Linked DNA regions of Zea mays: region 2 is linked to region 1. A link is a contact called in public Hi-C data. All regions are on one chromosome and are shown on one strand. The core of a region is the stretch at or near the end of the contact, and the rest is flanking DNA. Distances in the headings are between cores, read along the strand shown. Region 1 holds the start of LOC100273873. Region 2 holds the start of LOC100273300.

Region 1 (3,615 bases), core at 553-3,052:
AATTAGATCTAGAATTTCATACCTAAACTTTCCTATTGTACAATTTTTTTTTGAATAAATGTACATCTACTTAGAAAGTAGTAAACGAGTCTAACCATCCAACCTAATTAAATGAGCGTTTACAGCATCCGTAGTTCAGGGTTTGTACCATACTAACAATGTTCCTTTTATTTTCCGCAGTTTTTTTTTTGCCAATGATTTTGCTTTTCTTTTCTGAGAATGTGAATGGTTTCACTCCGTTGCAGACCTGACAGTAGAAAAAATTACCCTGTTTCTTCTCACGGGCCTGGTCGTGCCGCCCTTCTCGGGCCTCGCCGGTTTTTAAAAGCAGGCCAGAGCTAAACCCTGCGCCAGGCCCACGCCGAGTTGGCCGGGGGCGTCTGGGCTCGGTCCAAGCGCGGCAAGACGGAAACAACACGTGCCCGAGCCCGACCGCGGTCCATGGCTCGGCAAATCCGCGCACGCCCGTCCTCGACGCGAGCGCACGCCGGTTTCGGATTTCAAAGCGAGGGAGAGAGAGAGAAGTGGAACGGGCAGACCGACGCGAATATACACGGCGGGCCCCCGAGCTGTCGCGTGGGGGCGGGGGCGCGGGGCACGGTACCATCGAGTGAGTGCTGTCTCGACCTCCCGTGGTCGTGCAGGGCGGGCGCGCGGTTATGGATATTTTGCGCCAAGGCCCTCCATGCTTACGCCTAATTCGTTTATGTGCGGTGCGTGACTCCCGGGCCGTTTGCTGCTACGGCGAGTATCTGTTGGTAATACCATCAATAAAAATTATACTATTTGGGTTATCCATATACGCTTGCACGTATTAAATCTGTTCTATATCTAAACTCGTGCGAGTAATTTTAATAACCTATACCCACTAAAAAGATCTTATATTCTAATATTTCTATTTCTTAAAATGTCAAATAGACACACAAATATAAGCTAATCTTAAAATATAGCAAACATGTGATTATATAACTTAAGGGCTAGTTTGGGAATCCAAAAACCGGAGGGGATTGAAGGGACTAAAATCTCCTTTTTATTTAAAATTGAATAAAGAGGAGATTTTAGCCCCTTCAATCCCCTCCGGTTTTGAGGTTCCCAAACTGGCAGTAATAGTTAAACAAATAATATCCGGAGAAGGATTTTCTTTTAGCTAAGATGTGCTCTATTATTGATAATAATAGTATGATGTGAGTATATTTTACCCACTGGTACACCACCAATTCTCATACATGTCTACCCAACGGGTAGAGATTTTTACCCACTAACATACATGCAAGTAGAGAAACCATCATATTACTAGCTACAAATCAGAGATTTTCGGGTTTCGGGCCCATTGCCATATTTAACGACGAAGCAGTTGGTCGAACTCGTTGTAAATTGACACTAACAAGAGAAGCAAGTAGATAGCGTGCTCGGAAGTTGATTGTAAGTAGTACATTAAACTATTCAATATGGGTAGTACAAAGAATGTGCATTATAATTAATGACTCTTATCTCTTGTTACATGAGATTATGTCCAAAACGCCAAGAATTTTAGAAGAATTTTAGAACGGGAGGGAGTATACCATGCAACAAATGGCGACGAAGCCCACCCCACGTCAAAAGCTACAGAAAACGACAATGCAGATTGAGCTGGCACGGAACCCTAGGCAGACGACCGGTCCTTCCACCAAAATCCTACCAAGGCCGAGGGCCTCCGCTGAAAAGCGCCGACCGGTGAGGGGCTTTTGCGCTCCCAAAACCAAAACCCCGCCCTCACTCCACTTCGTCCCCGTCGATCGAGCACTCCACGCCCCTCTAGTACCCTCCTCTGCACCTCCCTCTCTCTCTCCTCTCTACTGCCTTTGTTTTTGCTCGCAAGAAAAACCCGAAAAAGACCTTGCGCAAATCCGTCGTCCTGTCCACCGACGAAGCTTCTGAGTCCTCCTCGCCGCGCGCCTCTACGCGTGATATCGGTAAGCAGCCCAAAGATCCCTGTGTTTTTGCCCTCAGGCTTTTTCGTCCCGCGTGGTTGGTTCCATTCTACTGGTCTCTTCGAGCCTGTGAGGGGAAATGGTAATGCCGGTGGTCGCGACCGCGGTTCCTTGGTCCGACCCTGTTCCCCGAGTAGCTGCAGGAATTTGCGTTTGCTCGGCCGGCATAGCGCGGCGTGGTTCAAGGGGTTAGGCCTTTAACCTTTACCCCACAGGCGTGGTGGTTTCTCTGTTGTCTTGAGCTCTTTAGGGTGGTAATGGCGTGGGATCTGTTTTTTTTTGCTTCTTAGGTCATCGTTGATATGAGGGCGGTAGTGGGAAAAAGCTGAAAAAAAGAAGGCTAGCGAGTTTGAAAAAGGTAAAGCTATGTAATTATTGGTGCCCATCTGTACCTCTTTGCTTCTTGCAACGCTGAGGAAGATGCTGGCTCTTTGCTCGCTGGTGTTTTTAGATCTGTATTTGTTTTAACTTTCATGTGCGCTGAGTTCCGTTTACTCTTCCCTTCAAAATTAAAAGAAAAAATATACTTATTTAGAAATACTTCGGCTTCTCACTGCAGTAGCTGTCGAGTCTAGTTTATCTTTTACGATGGACCAAACTCCTCCTCCTTGGTTTGGTGCGCAGCTACTAAAGATGGCTACTTTTCAGGGTTTCTTTCTTTATTCTTTTTCTTTTTCGGTAATGCTTCGCTTAGTCACTATCCGTCTGTTGCGATGTTTTCTAAATATCTGAAGTCAGATGGCTGCAGTTCTCAGGCGGGATTTAGACTGAGTGAAATGCAGACCTGGTTTGTTCATTCCAGCTTCATATACTTGCTGCAGGTCTTTTCCCCTGAATGGTGATGTGGAGGTCATTCTCTTCAATTCAAATGGTCCCCCCCCGCAGAGCAAGATGAGGAAATGTTCAAAATACTCTTAAGCCGTGTAGCACGACAAGTTTGTTGCAGAGGTAGTAGTTTCATCTTAATTCATATTATTGTTCATTAATGTTCTTTCCTTGTAGCAACTATCTAAAGCTAGCTGTTTACTTTTCTTAGGACAAGCGACGACTGGGTTTTCTTGGCACTTTGTCAAGTCCGTGAGTAGAAGTTTGGTGTAAGCTTGTCTTCGAACAAGATGATGCAGAGGCCACCGCTCCGTCCGGAGGAGTACTCCTTGAAGGAAACCACACCTCACCTTGGTGGTGCAGCTGCTGGTGACAAGCTCACAACCACATATGACCTGGTTGAGCAGATGCAGTACCTTTATGTAAGAGTGGTAAAAGCAAAGGAACTTCCGAACAAGGACATCACTGGGAGTTGTGATCCTTATGTTGAGGTGAAACTAGGAAATTATAAGGGCCAAACTGGGCATTTCGAGAAGAAGAACAACCCGGAGTGGAATCAGGTCTTTGCCTTTGCAAAGGAGCGCATCCAGTCATCAGTTGTGGAGATTCTGGTCAAGGACAAGGATCTTGTCAAGGATGACTTCATTGGACGTGTTATATTTGATTTGAATGAGGTCCCAAAGAGAGTGCCACCTGATAGCCCATTGGCTCCACAATGGTATCGGTTGGAAGACCGCAATGGGCACAAGGTGAAGGGGGAGTTGATGCTGGCTGTTTGGATGGGTACTCAAGCTGATGAAGCGTTCCCTGAAGCATGGCA
Region 2 (3,615 bases), core at 673-3,172, 330 kb after region 1:
GATCACTCACACTTCATTCTTGCGCACTTATTCGACATTCTTAGTGATTTGAGCTCCGTTCTAGTGAGAACCTCGAGATATTGCCTTGAGCTCAAGTCTTGGTTTTGTGTGTGCGTATTTGCTGTGGATTTGAGTGTGTTGCTTCCCTCCCTTACTCTAGTGCTTCATTGTGATTCTTATTGTAAGGGCGAGAGACTCCAAGTTGTGGAGATTCCTCGCAAACGGGAAAGAGTAAAGTAAAGAAGAACATCGTGGTATTCAAGTTGATCATTGGATCACTTGAGAGGAGTTGAGTGCAACTCTCATCCGTTGGGACGCCACAACATGGAGTAGGCAAGTTTTTGTACTTGGCTGAACCACGGGATAAATCCTCGTGTCTCTTGTGCTTGTCCTTATTGTGTCTATTGTGCTTCACAAGAGCTCTCCTCTCTACTCACTTGATTTCATTGTTCTAACTCTTAATCAAGTTTGTGGTGTTAAGTTTTAAATTTTACAGGATCACCTATTCACCCCCCGCTAGGTGCTCTCAGTTATGTGTTGAGATGTATAGTTCCTCTACCCCCTCACCCACTCTCTCTTCTTTTGACTACATCTAGGAATAGTTTGTTGTTTATTTATGCAGTCTGGTTGATTGGTTTACTCCCACCAGTCATTTTGTCCAATTTACCTAGGAGGGTGGCTAACAACAGGTAACATTTGGGTGACATGGACACCATTTGAGCCCTAAGTTGTTGGGCTCAAAGTTATTGTAAGGCACTATTTGTGTAGGCTCTGTTGGCTACGTTATTTGATACATGAACTAGCTAATTTATCATGTTGTTTTTGTCCCATTTATTTGCCTATCTTTGTTTCTAGACTTAATGGTTTATTGTGCGAACAACTATGTAATGAGGTGGTTTTCTATTATGTTCATTTGCCTTTGTTGAGTTTGAGATTGATTCTCAAGGTCTGTGTTCGTCTTGGTTTTCTCCATTGCATTCGCTGCTTGTTGTTATTGCTTAGATGACAACCACCAATGACTTGAACAAAAAAATTACAACCACCATATTCATAAGCTGAGGCCAATCATATTGGTAACACAACCAATGATGTTCGTCACTGATGTTTGCTATCACTATGACTAAGCAGTTGACTGAGGCATTTTAGGTTTTGAGCAAGGGGTGCGTTAGAACTAGATGCATGTGATTTTGCTTTCTCTTACCTATTTATGTGATCTTCTTCCTTTGCAAGCCTTAGCTAACACGGTTAGCTGTTGTGTCTTACTAATTAGGCCCATGATGACAGATTGACAGAATGGACAAAGGCTTTAGCTGGCTACATGCACTTTTGCTTTGTATACTCTGTTTCTGTAATCTTGTTTCTTTGCTAGGATTGAGAAATGTGTCTCACTATGTTGCATATGGAGATGTTCTTCTCTGCTTCCTATTTTGATTGTACAGTGTAGCCATCAATGTTATAAAAATGATGAATTTTAATTTGTCTGAGGCCAAGTGCTTTAATCGGCACTAATTGTATGGTTTAATTGATAACAACTGTTGTAATGATCATACAAATTATTGCTCGCTTATTTCGCTGTAAGGGTCAGGCTGACCACATCCAACTTCTAAACACGATCTCGATTTGGCAGTTGCTGGTAGTTGGGCTTTGAGGCTGATTGTATGATGAGTGGCAAACAGTTTATCTAGATCGGGCTGGTTTGATGTATGGATACAAACATGGTGCGTTAGAACAGCAGAACCTAACAGCCCAAACCTGGGCTAGTTGAACGGGCCAAGCCGGGTACAGGTGGCAAACACGCTCTAACCACCCCTCCTGGGCCTGGGCTTCCTCTCCTCTCCCTAGGTCCCTACCTCTCCAATCTTCTCCTTCCTTGACCCCAGCGGAGGAGGAGCCACCGAGCCAGGGCGTGCGAGTGCGAACTGCGAACGCAGCAGCAGCAGCTCACGCGCGCACGGCACACCAGTGAGTGACACCACCTCTCGCCTCAGCGCCGGCCCCCCTATAAATAATGGCGCCACTCTCCCCTACCCCCGCCTCCGCCTCTGCTCCCGTGTCCTCCTCCCCTCGTTCCCTCGTCCCGGACGCCTCCGCCGCGCCGATGCGCCCCGCCTCGCCGCCGCAGGAGCTCCCCGCCGCCGGGGGCGAGATCCAGGCGGCGCTGGCCCCTGCCAATGCCTCCACCGCGGGCGCCCGCGGAGGCGGAGGCTCCTTCACGGCGCTGCTGGGACTCCCCACCTCGCAGGCCATGGAGCTGCTCCTCCCCCGCACGACGCCCCCCGCCCTAGCCACAGCGCCCGCGCCAACCTTCCCCTCCGACCCGCACCTCGTGGACCGCGCCGCGCGCTTATCCACGTTCGCGCCCCCGTCCCCGTCCCCATCCTCCACGTCCCCGGCCCGGCCCCTCCCCGCCGCCGCTAACGCCGGCAAGCGCAAGGCCGACCCCGTCGACCGTGCCTCCAAGGTAGGGTACTACATCGCGCGTCTGCATTTCCAGACCTCGCTAGGCATCGCCGCCGGACCTTGGCTCTGATTGCTCCGTGGCCGCAGGGGAAGGCGGCGAAGAAGGGGAAGACGGCGGAGGAGAAGCTCGCGGGCGGCGACGGCGACGACGAGAAGCCGGCGTACGTGCACGTGCGGGCCAGGCGGGGCCAGGCCACGGACAGCCACAGCCTCGCCGAGCGGGTGAGTTCGCCGAGCCGCTAACCGCGCAAGCTCATGTCATGGGAGGGGTTTATGCCAATGATTGGGTGATTAGGACGTGGTGACGTCGCCGGTAGACCCCTTTTCAGGGTCGCTTTCGCCACTAATCACTTGATTATTCGCCTGCATTCTTCTTCTCCAGTATGACAAAAAGTTGATTACCTTTTCTGCCTTCACAAACAAAAAATATTCACTCAACAGGCGAGACGCGAGAAGATCAATGCGAGGATGGAGCTGCTCAAGGAGCTGGTCCCCGGCTGCAGTAAGGTGTGCCTCCATTATCTCACCATCTATTACCCCCCCTCATCTTTACTCCTATCTGCATCTCGCACGCCCCACCTTCAATTTGAGTACTGAGCAAGAGCATTGCCTTTGGAAGGAAAGCCTAAACCTACGCCGTATATGTGGCCTAGCTAGCGTCGTGTAAATTCCTGCTCTCCGTTCTCCTACGCGCCCAAGGACCCTGCTCTCCCTGCTTCCGGTGGTCATTTTACTGCTTTTCAGAGGCCATCTCTGAATGTTCATTTTTTTTTCCTTCCCTTCGCTCGGCGCCCCGTGTAAAGTGTGCAACGCGGCCGTGCAGAGAAGACTAGAGTCGTCTGCTTGCCTCGCTGGTTGCGAAAATAAACCATATACCAACGCGGGGAAACACCTTAGATGCAATGCGTTCCAACACGTGGCGGTGCCTGATTATTCTGGCATCGTGCGCCCGACACGTCCATATGGGTCGTGTTGCACGACGGGGGTGGGATGGAAATGGGGGTATCGTGGCGGCCGCCTCGTCTCGGCGCCATTGTGGGCGATAGATATGGGAGAGGCATCGTGATCCGGCGTACCTAACTGTGCCTTGGGCGTGATTGTCTGGGCAGAATGAAGCAGGCGCTTTGAAAGGTGCCGGGGGCAGGTAGCTTGAAT

Evidence for each region. A called contact is a pair of places that touch in the nucleus more often than the background predicts.
Region 2: a contact with region 1 is called in a Hi-C map of tassel, with 7 times the contacts expected there. The contact joins the promoter of LOC100273300 here to the promoter of LOC100273873 in region 1. A contact is called at or near these places in 2 of 25 Hi-C or Micro-C datasets (endosperm and tassel).

What each region holds. Positions count from the first base shown.
Region 1 is chr9:106,214,968-106,218,582 of Zm-B73-REFERENCE-NAM-5.0, forward strand. LOC100273873 reads left to right here and starts at 1,803. Exons shown (of 3, transcript NM_001360480.1): 1 at 1,803-1,952; 2 at 2,792-2,918; 3 at 3,007-3,615. The coding sequence starts at 3,086.
Region 2 is chr9:106,546,600-106,550,214 of Zm-B73-REFERENCE-NAM-5.0, forward strand. It overlaps LOC100273300, which reads left to right and starts at 1,923. Exons shown (of 7, transcript NM_001360231.1): 1 at 1,923-2,461; 2 at 2,548-2,682; 3 at 2,902-2,967. The coding sequence starts at 2,009.